Regions from separate parts of the Mus musculus genome. Here regions 1 and 3 are each linked to region 2. Evidence: chromatin contacts called from public HiChIP or PLAC-seq and capture Hi-C data. All regions are on one chromosome and are shown on one strand. Each heading gives the region's core, a stretch centred on a gene start, on an enhancer-like site or on the middle of the called end of the contact. The rest is flanking DNA. Distances are from core to core; before and after follow the strand shown. Region 1 has its middle 7.9 kb from the start of Gm34323. Region 2 has its middle 7.0 kb from the start of Mir7090. Region 3 has its middle 20 kb from the start of Entpd3.

Region 1 (2,806 bases), core at 139-2,638, 370 kb before region 2:
GGTGGTCCAGTGTGGATACAGGGGCATGGGATTTCATTCCTCTTAGATAAAGGTCTAAAGGGTGGAATGGTGGCTTGGCATGGTGAGTATACTTTTCCACGTGCTCAGTGACATTCTCACATTCCATCTGGGGGTGTGAAGGTTGCCCTGGTCCATCAGCCTGCATCTCTGATCTTTTTTTTTTTTTTAATAGAATACCTTTTACTTATTTTTCAATAACTACACACATGTAAACAATGTATATTGGTCATATACACCCCTAACCATCCTCTCCATTCTTCCCTCCCCTGGACACTCCAATTCACTACCTCCCACTTTTTCTTCCAACCTCCTCTCTCTGTGTCTGTCTGTCTGTCTCTCTTCTCTCTCTGTCTCCACTGAGGCTAACTGGTGCTGCCCAGTGGAGTGTCCACTGATCCCCTTGGCTTGCTCTTGGTCAATAGCCACAGCTGTAGTGTGTTCATGGGTGTAGTGTCAAGTCCAGAGGACAACCCTCCTCCCATCTTTCCTCCCATCCCTCCTCCCATCCCTCCTCCCATTCCTCCTCCCCATCCTCCAGCTCTTACATTCTTTTTTTATTTTATCTTCTTCAATTTTATTTTATTTTGAGACAGGCTATCACTGTGTAGCCTGCCTGGCCAAGAACTTGCTGTATAGAAGACTGGCCTGAAACAGAGATTTGCCATCACACCAGGCAGCTCCTACACTCTTTGTGCCTCCTCCTACAGCCAGCCATTGGCAGAAAGTCCCATGTAGGGCTAGCCCTCAACACTCGCTTACTCTCAGCACATGGGCAGCTGTGAGTCTCCGCATTAAGTGCTCAGCACAGCACATCGAAGCTGCTTCTGGCCAAGGCAGAGGCAGCACCCATCTAGAGTATAAAACAAGCGTTTAGAAGGCCATGTAGCTTAGTAAAACAACAGCAGGCGGTTCCCCTCCATGGCTTGTGACACCCTGGAGTCTCTGACCGTTGACCAGGCCACAACACCAGGCCTGGGCCCCCTCCTGTGCAGAGGCCTCAGATCCAGCAGAGCAGCTACATTGTTCCCAGGGCTTTTTGACTTTCTTTTCTGATGGCTGGAACTGTATCTCACTGTGGTTTTTAATTTGCATTCACTTGATGACTAATGAGGGATAAACCTGTTTGAACCAGTTGTACAACCTGTTCAGAGTTTTGTTTTGCTTCCAAGAGAATTACGTCTTGTTTGTTGGTTTAATTGTGTGTCCTTGTTACCCTTGTAATTTGAGAAATATAGATGAAAAGGCAGGATTCCTGTCTTGAGGGAAATTCACAGAACAATCAACATGTCAACATAGTATTATATGTGAAATACAAAAGGGGGGTAGAGGACAGGGCGGAAGTGCGATGCTGGCAGGGGAGTCATTCAGAGTCTTCTTTGCTGACTCACGCAGTCGGTTGCACATGCTGCTGAGGAATAAACTAGAAGGGCACAGATTCCATTCTCTTAGGATTCGTTTCTTAAATCATGTGTGCATGTGTGCACACACATGTGCATACTTTCTATGAATGTGTGCACACACATATGCATGCTTTCTGTGAATGTGTGCACACACATGCATGCTTTCTATTCATGTGTGTGTGTGTGTGTGTGTGTGTGTGTGTGTGTGTGTGTGTAGACACAGGCATGCGTTCGTGCAGGGCACTGATCCCTGGAGCCAGAGTTACAGAGTTGAGTTGTAGGCAGTGGCTTCTGCTGCTGACTTGTATACTGTAAGCTAGCAGTCCAGTGAGCTTTTGGGTGATTCTCCAGTCTCTGCCTTCTATCTCACCAAGGAGGCATGCTTGACTTACAGATGTATGCTAACACACCTGGCTTAAATTCCCCCCAATCCCCATATCCCCACTGAGGCAGCGGTTCTCCATGTAGCCCTGGCTGTCCTGGAACTTACTTTGTAGACCAGGCTGACCTGGAACAGAGATCCATCTGCCCCTTCCTCCTGAGTGTTGGGATTAAAGGTGTGCACCACCACGCCTGGCTTGCTTTGGGTGTGTGTGGGGGTGGGAGGGTGGGGGGTGGTAAGGATTGAATTTAGATTCTCACATCGAAGGCTTTAGCCTGCTGAGCTATCTCTTGGCTCCAGATCTTTTGATTTTAAACTTAATGCTTTGTACACTGCCCATGGTTATCCCAAACACACCCTTAACACTACGTCTTCGTTACTCACTGTCTCTCCTGGTGCTTCCTTTCATGTGTGAAGCCGAAGGCCCCTTATTCATTTTTCATAAGCAGAAGTCAGGCATCTCATCTAAAAAGAATGCATTCATTCCACACGTCTGTTTACTTATACACAGATGTGTATTTTCAATTTCTTCCTTTCCGGTTCAGGAAGCTGCTGGTAATAAATTTTCATTAAAGTGGTACAAGATCGGAAAGTGAAATAAGCCCCAGCACATTTTCCTAAGTAATCAACAGAATCCCAAAGTGAGAGCCAATTATAACCCTCAGGATCCGCCCCCGCTCATTCAAATGCAGTTATCACAGGGTAGAGCCCAGTGGGGGGCTGCCCACTTCCCCTCAGCTTTTTTTTCACCCCCTTTCTCCAGCTCCAACATCTGAACAATCAGTCCTTCAGCCTCCCAACCTAAGACTTGAGACTTTGTGTCTTGTGTTGATTAAGAAGATGCCAGTCAGGACGAAGTCAGACATGGATGTGTGATAGAGGCTCAGTGCGTGGCTCACTCAGTATTCACAGTTTTTACTTATCTATTTTATTTATGTTTTTAGTTTAAGAAAATGGTGTGTGTGTGTGTGTGTGTGTGTGTGTGTGTGTATTGCATTGCACT
Region 2 (2,700 bases), core at 181-2,680:
GGAAGCCTTTGTAGGCCTTGAATATTGTCACTGGCTGACTGCACTTCTGACCAAAGGGCTGAGGAAGCCTGTGTAACCAGCCCTTCAGCTCACCCTCTCGCCCAGGAGCAGGCAGGCTTCCTGCAGTAGTCTCTGTGCTACACTGAGCAGCAGCTAGAGCTGGAGCTGACTAAGCTGACTAAGCCTCCTTAGGCTGCTGCCGTCCCACTGCAGGAGTGAGGCTCTGCCTGGGTTTGAACTTAAACATCATTGCTAGTGAGGCTCACTTGGAGAGGACAACCCTTCTAGTCATTTCAACCAGTAACCGTGTTTATCTGATCTTAAAACCAAAATGGGCTCCTTCCCTGTGGCCTGCCAGATGATCTGTCATTTTGGTGGTAGGTCTGTCAAGCAGACTTTGTACACATTTCCTACAAAGAAAGATGTGTTACAACTCGTGGTTGGGTTTTCTAAAAAGTGAGAATTTGTGTTGTGCTTTCCTGAGTCTTAAGATTGTGCCTGTTAAATTCACAGGAGGAAGAGGGTCCTGTGAGGAAGTCCTCAGAGATACCTTGGTGGGGTCCGGCTAACAGGGGTAGAGCTTTACTCCAGTCACCCTTTTATGTGAGGGACCGCAGCAGGGTATTCCGTATGGTGGTAGTTCTGGAATACCTAGAAGCACAAGGATGATACAGAGCCAAGTCCTACCTGCAGAGGTGGCAAAGGGACAGAAGTGCAGATGGGTGCTGTCTGAGATGTAGGCATGCCTCACGGGCAGTGGTTGGAGGCTTGTAGGAAAGCAAACACCATACTCTACTAGCACTTTAGCACACTCGGTAGGGCAGCATTCACAGAGGCATGCCTGGAGGGGTGAGGTGCACAGGATGCTGGCAGGCACCCACACGTCTGAAGCAATGCTGTAGGTGGGAGCTCCTAAGCAGCTGTCCTGGTTCTGACACAGGTGCAGGTGAAGGGAAGGGAAGATGGGGCTTCCAGAGCAGCTTTCTGACTGCAGCTCCAGTTTTGAGCTGTCCTTGGGAGCTAGACACCTGACTCCTTCCTCTGCAGCAGCCACCACGCCAAGGGCACAGATGAGGTACTTTGATCTGGGTCCTGATAGTGAAAGGTGCTGGCAAGATAAGCAGCTGCTCTTGATCTGACAGGTCTGATGGCTGTCTGTTCTCTAGAGAGAGATCTTCTACCACACTGCCTCCTGAAAGTAGTATCCTGAGTACAATTATAAACTGGTGAGATCTGAAGGAGAAGGCAGCATTGTGGAATGTGGTCTGTCCATTCTCCTACCCCTGACTCCTCAACTGCCAACATTAGAAGAAGTTATAGGTCTCTTCAGTCAGTGGTGAGGCCAAGCAAGCAGCCCCAGAGAGGGCTGGCTCAGCAGGCGAAAACCTGGTCATCCTAGTTGGAGTTCTGGAGCCTGTATTTTTAAAAAGCCAGATGTGGCAAGAGAAACCCTGCCTCAGGCTGGTGAGATGACTCAGCGGGTCAGAGTTGATCCAGGTAGCAGAGGGGAAGCCAACTTCCCCATTCCACAAGCAGCAGTGGTACCCAGTAAATGAAAGTGAGATTGTGTTTTTAAAAAGGCACTGTCTTCACAAAGTGGAAGGCAACGGACCCCAGAGAGCAGTGCACTGGGGTGGACAGGCACACAATTTTTCAAAAGGAGAGGCAAAGACCTCTTAGACTGGGAAGAGTGCCATTTGTATTTCCAAGAGATCTTCATGAACAATAGAAACCACACCCTGTGTCTGTTTGGGGTGGGGCCAGCAGACTGTAAGCCAGATATTCTCAAGAGCTTGAGGTGCTGTCAAAGGCAGAGCATTGTGGGTAATAGAAACTCCCAACAGCTAAATAAGCTGTCACATGGCCATTTTAGTGAGCATTCAGTAAAAGACTCCAGTGTGGCTGAGTGCATCAATAGAAAAGTAGAACATGGCTGCTGCCCTTGGGGCATATGGGGTCTTGAACAGAGCCACTACAAAAACAAAGAGACTACCTGCTGCACAAGGTTGAGTAGCATCTGTGATTCTGGGCCTGTTGCCTCTTGGTTAAAGCTGCTAGTCACATCCTCTACCACTGGGGTCCCAAGCTTCTGCCTAGGCCAACCATATGACCAAGAAAGTCACAAGAGGCCAATGATTCTTTGCCTTCTTGTGCTGCCTTTGAGGTTACCACAGCTGAGCCACCCGGACTGTGGCTGGTTTTTCAGTGTCTGGGGAAGGGAGTAAAGGCCGTTTGTGAGCTGGCTGGGATGGGGGAGCAAACCCTCCACTCACCTTGTGCAGCAGCTCTCTGCTGGAATAGAGCACAGGATATGCCAGCCCAGGGTCCCCGGAGTCTGTGAGTGCACACAGAAAACAAAAGATGGCCACCACAGCTACCTAGGTATCCTCAGGGCAGCTGTGGCCACTTACTTTCTGGTATTTCTTGAGGGCAGCACAACCAGCCCCTACTTTCAGGCTATGGTTTAGGGCAAAGGCTTGAGCTGGGGCCAGCCGCCTGCCTGGTGCTCTGCTTCTGTCTGTGCCTGGTGTGCTTAGTGGCTGCTGGAGTTAGGGAGTGAGGCTGCAGTGCAGGCTGGAGCCTGGGCCAGCACAGGGCAGGGAGGCGGGGCAGAGGAGGAGCTGTGCTTGCCTCCTTCCCCCCACTAGCCAGTGTGTTCATCTATTCCACAGTAGTTTATAAGCTTGGGGAGCAAGCCAT
Region 3 (2,729 bases), core at 193-2,692, 440 kb before region 2:
GTTTTGAGAAGAGTCTAATATAGCCCAAGTTTGCCTCAAACTCAACTATGTAGCCAAGGATAACCCTGAATTCCTCATTCTTTGCCTCAATGTCTGAAGTGCAAGGATTACAGGTGTGTTGCACCGTGGCTAACCTCTGCCATTTCTTCTTGCAAGAGTAATCTCAGATGAATCGAATGAGCAGATGAAAATTGCTTACTCCAGGGATGGAGAGATGGCTCTGAGGTTAAGAGCACTGACTGCTCTTCCAGAGGCCCTGAGTTCAATTTCCAACAACCACATGGTGACTCACAACCATCTGTAACAGGATCAGATGCCCTCTTCTGGTGTGTCTGAAAACAGCAACAGTGTACTCACATACATAAAAAAATAAATAAATAAATCTTTAAAAAGAAAGGAAGGAAGGAAGAAAGACAGAAAGAAAGAAAGAAAGAAAGAAAGAAAGAAAGAAAGAAAGAGAGAGAGAGAGAGAGAGAGAGAGAGAAAGAAAGAAAGAAAAAGAAAGGAAGGAAGGAAGGAAGGAAGGAAGGAAGGAAGGGAGAGAGGGAGAGAAGGAAGGAAGGAAGGAAGGGAGGAAGGAAGGAAGGAAGGAAGGGAGGGAAAGAAAATTGCTTACTCTGGTCTTAGGGCAGAAAGTGTATCCTAATCTTTTCTTCCAGGTTTACAGAAAGAAACACATACACAAGCTTAGGAAACACCGACTGGTTCAATTGCATTAAACCAAAAGACAACTGGGATTTCCAGAGATTTGGAAAATGAATTATTATTAAAATATTACAATTACAAAGTATTCACATTATGTTATTAGAGCACTGATTGAGACAGTGAACATCTATGGGATGTGTTTAATCAACCTTCAGCTTATATTTTGAACCCAGAGCTAACTGATTCATCTAGACCAGCTGGCCAGTGGGCTCTATGGATCCTCCTGTCTCCTCCCCAGTCTTGGGAATTCGGGTGTGTGCTGCCCTGCCCAGATTCTTGTGTGGGTCTGGAAATCCCAGCTCAGTCACAGAAAGTGCTTTGCCCACTGAGACATTTCCCAACCTTCCCCCCCTCCCCCGCCCCTTCAATCTCTTGTCTCTTTTTGACATAGAGTTTCTCTGGCTGTTCTGGAACTCACTCTGTAGACCAGGCTGTCCCGGAACTCAGAGGTTCTCCTGCCTCTGCCTCTCAGGTGAGTCACCACCACCCAGCTGAGTTTATCGCTTCCGATCTAAAACTTTCCTTTCCCTCCTCTGCTTTGGCTTCTTTGAAAATGTCTTCCTTCTGTTTTCTTAGCTTATTTCTAGAACGTTTCAATGGGCACTGTTCTGGAGCCCAATTCCTCAATTTATCATTTCTCTCACCTCCACATTTGCATTTCTCTGTAACACAGGCTCCCAGCTTTGTCCTCCCCGGCCACAGGGAGGCGTTTCCTGCGTCATCCTTGCGTCTGTCTCAGAGCCTCTCCTTGGCCCTCAGTGCACGCTCCTGCTTCAGGACTAGCGAGGAGATTCGGGATGGGCGCAGGATTGTAGTGTTCCTTCTGCTGTGCACGTGGTCTTCCTTATCCGAGATTTTGTTTACTTTTTGGTGATGCTGAGGTTTTTATTGTCTCTTTCTAGCTCTCTTGATTTTCTCCGTAGACGTTGGTGTTTTTCTCCTCGGCCTCAGCGCCTGGTTCATGTTTAAGATGAATCACTCAGCTGTGTTAGATGTCTTTAGTCACTCCCAGGCAACAGACAACGTGTCCAAGCCAGATGCTCAGAATCGAAGCTGTTTCTAGGAAACCTTCACAACATATGTTTGTAATGGATGCAGTCAAGCCTTCAGACACAGCTTTATCGGCGAAATAGCATCTACTCAATTGTGACCCTGGATTGAAGGCCCTGTGCTCCTTAGGGAGAGGCACGGTTGACTAGTTCTCCATGAATTCTCAAGCTTCTTAAAACAAGAAAGCAAGCACAGCATAAGAGCAAGACTCCTGGGCTAGAGATGGCTCAGCAGTTAAGAGCCCTGGCTGCTCTTCCAGAGGTCCTGAGTTCAATTCCCAGCAACCACATGGTGGCTCACAACCATCTGATGCCCCCTACTGGTGTGTCTGAAGACAGATACAGTGTACTCATAATATATAAATAAATAAATAAATCTTTTTTTTAAAAAAAGGAAGAATAAGACCCCTTTTCCACCTTAGTCCTTGTTGAAGAACTGTGCACAGGCAGACATACATGCTTGCACCTGCTAAGGAGCCAAGCCTTCCAGAACACACTGAGGTACAAACAACAAGAAGGCCTGGCCTCGGGACCCAGTCCTAGTGCAGGAGTCAGAAGACAGCCTGTTCTCCTTAGGTGGCCCTGGACCCGGATGAGCCACACCTGGATGCAGGATGAGCCACATCTGGATGGATGCAGGATGAGACACATCTGGATGTAGACTTTCTCACATCTGTAGTAGTGACAGATGTGAGAGAGTCTACACTGAGAAGATACTGGACTGTCCCTACTGTGTGCTGTCCATATCCTACTGTGCACTTGCAGCTGTTGCTGGTGACGGGTGTTTAAAGCAGGTCCACACTTCGGACTTGCTGTGGTCCATCTGCTGGATCAAGCCCGTTTCATCTCCCTGAGGGAGCACTTAACTGGGGCAGGAATCTTGGGTGGAGGGGCACTTGAAGGAGGAAGCCATCTCTTTTCAGTGGCCCTAGTAAAGGGCTACAGGCAGGGCTCGTCCTGTGTTTCCTTGCCGGC

The links. HiChIP or PLAC-seq counts read pairs in DNA pulled down with a chosen protein or histone mark. Capture Hi-C pulls out chosen DNA fragments and counts their contacts.
Region 1: a capture Hi-C map of embryonic stem cells shows a contact between it and region 2, with 4 times the contacts expected there. The contact joins two enhancer-like sites. A contact is called at or near these places in 1 of 39 promoter capture datasets (hippocampal neurons), 1 of 15 datasets of contacts at CTCF or cohesin (stem cell-derived epiblast-like cells), 17 of 484 Hi-C or Micro-C datasets (the G1E-ER4 cell line, the NIH/3T3 cell line, bone marrow-derived macrophages and 13 more), 15 of 115 datasets of contacts at active chromatin or transcription factors (VIP interneurons, astrocytes, cardiomyocytes and 11 more) and 3 of 9 other capture datasets (adipose tissue, embryonic stem cells and liver).
Region 3: an H3K27ac HiChIP or PLAC-seq map of trophoblast stem cells shows a contact between it and region 2, with 4 times the contacts expected there. The contact joins two enhancer-like sites. A contact is called at or near these places in 1 of 484 Hi-C or Micro-C datasets (group 2 innate lymphoid cells), 4 of 115 datasets of contacts at active chromatin or transcription factors (embryonic stem cells, extraembryonic endoderm stem cells and trophoblast stem cells) and 2 of 9 other capture datasets (embryonic stem cells and liver).

Annotation. Positions count from the first base shown.
Region 1 is chr9:120,592,518-120,595,323 of GRCm38.p6, forward strand. No RefSeq gene overlaps it. Among named protein-coding and RNA genes, the nearest start is that of Gm34323, 7.9 kb to the right of the region's middle. Within about 2 kb of position 1,389, at least 53 of the 459 cell types and tissues checked have an H3K27ac peak or open chromatin away from gene starts, as enhancers often do. A contact at or near this core is called in colorectal tumor organoids, embryonic stem cells and trophoblast stem cells, where this site is marked.
Region 2 is chr9:120,960,696-120,963,395 of GRCm38.p6, forward strand. No RefSeq gene overlaps it. Among named protein-coding and RNA genes, the nearest start is that of Mir7090, 7.0 kb to the left of the region's middle. Within about 2 kb of position 1,431, at least 97 of the 459 cell types and tissues checked have an H3K27ac peak or open chromatin away from gene starts, as enhancers often do. A contact at or near this core is called in colorectal tumor organoids, embryonic stem cells and trophoblast stem cells, where this site is marked.
Region 3 is chr9:120,518,174-120,520,902 of GRCm38.p6, forward strand. It overlaps the pseudogene Gm7229. Among named protein-coding and RNA genes, the nearest start is that of Entpd3, 20 kb to the right of the region's middle. Within about 2 kb of position 1,443, at least 39 of the 459 cell types and tissues checked have an H3K27ac peak or open chromatin away from gene starts, as enhancers often do. A contact at or near this core is called in trophoblast stem cells, where this site is marked.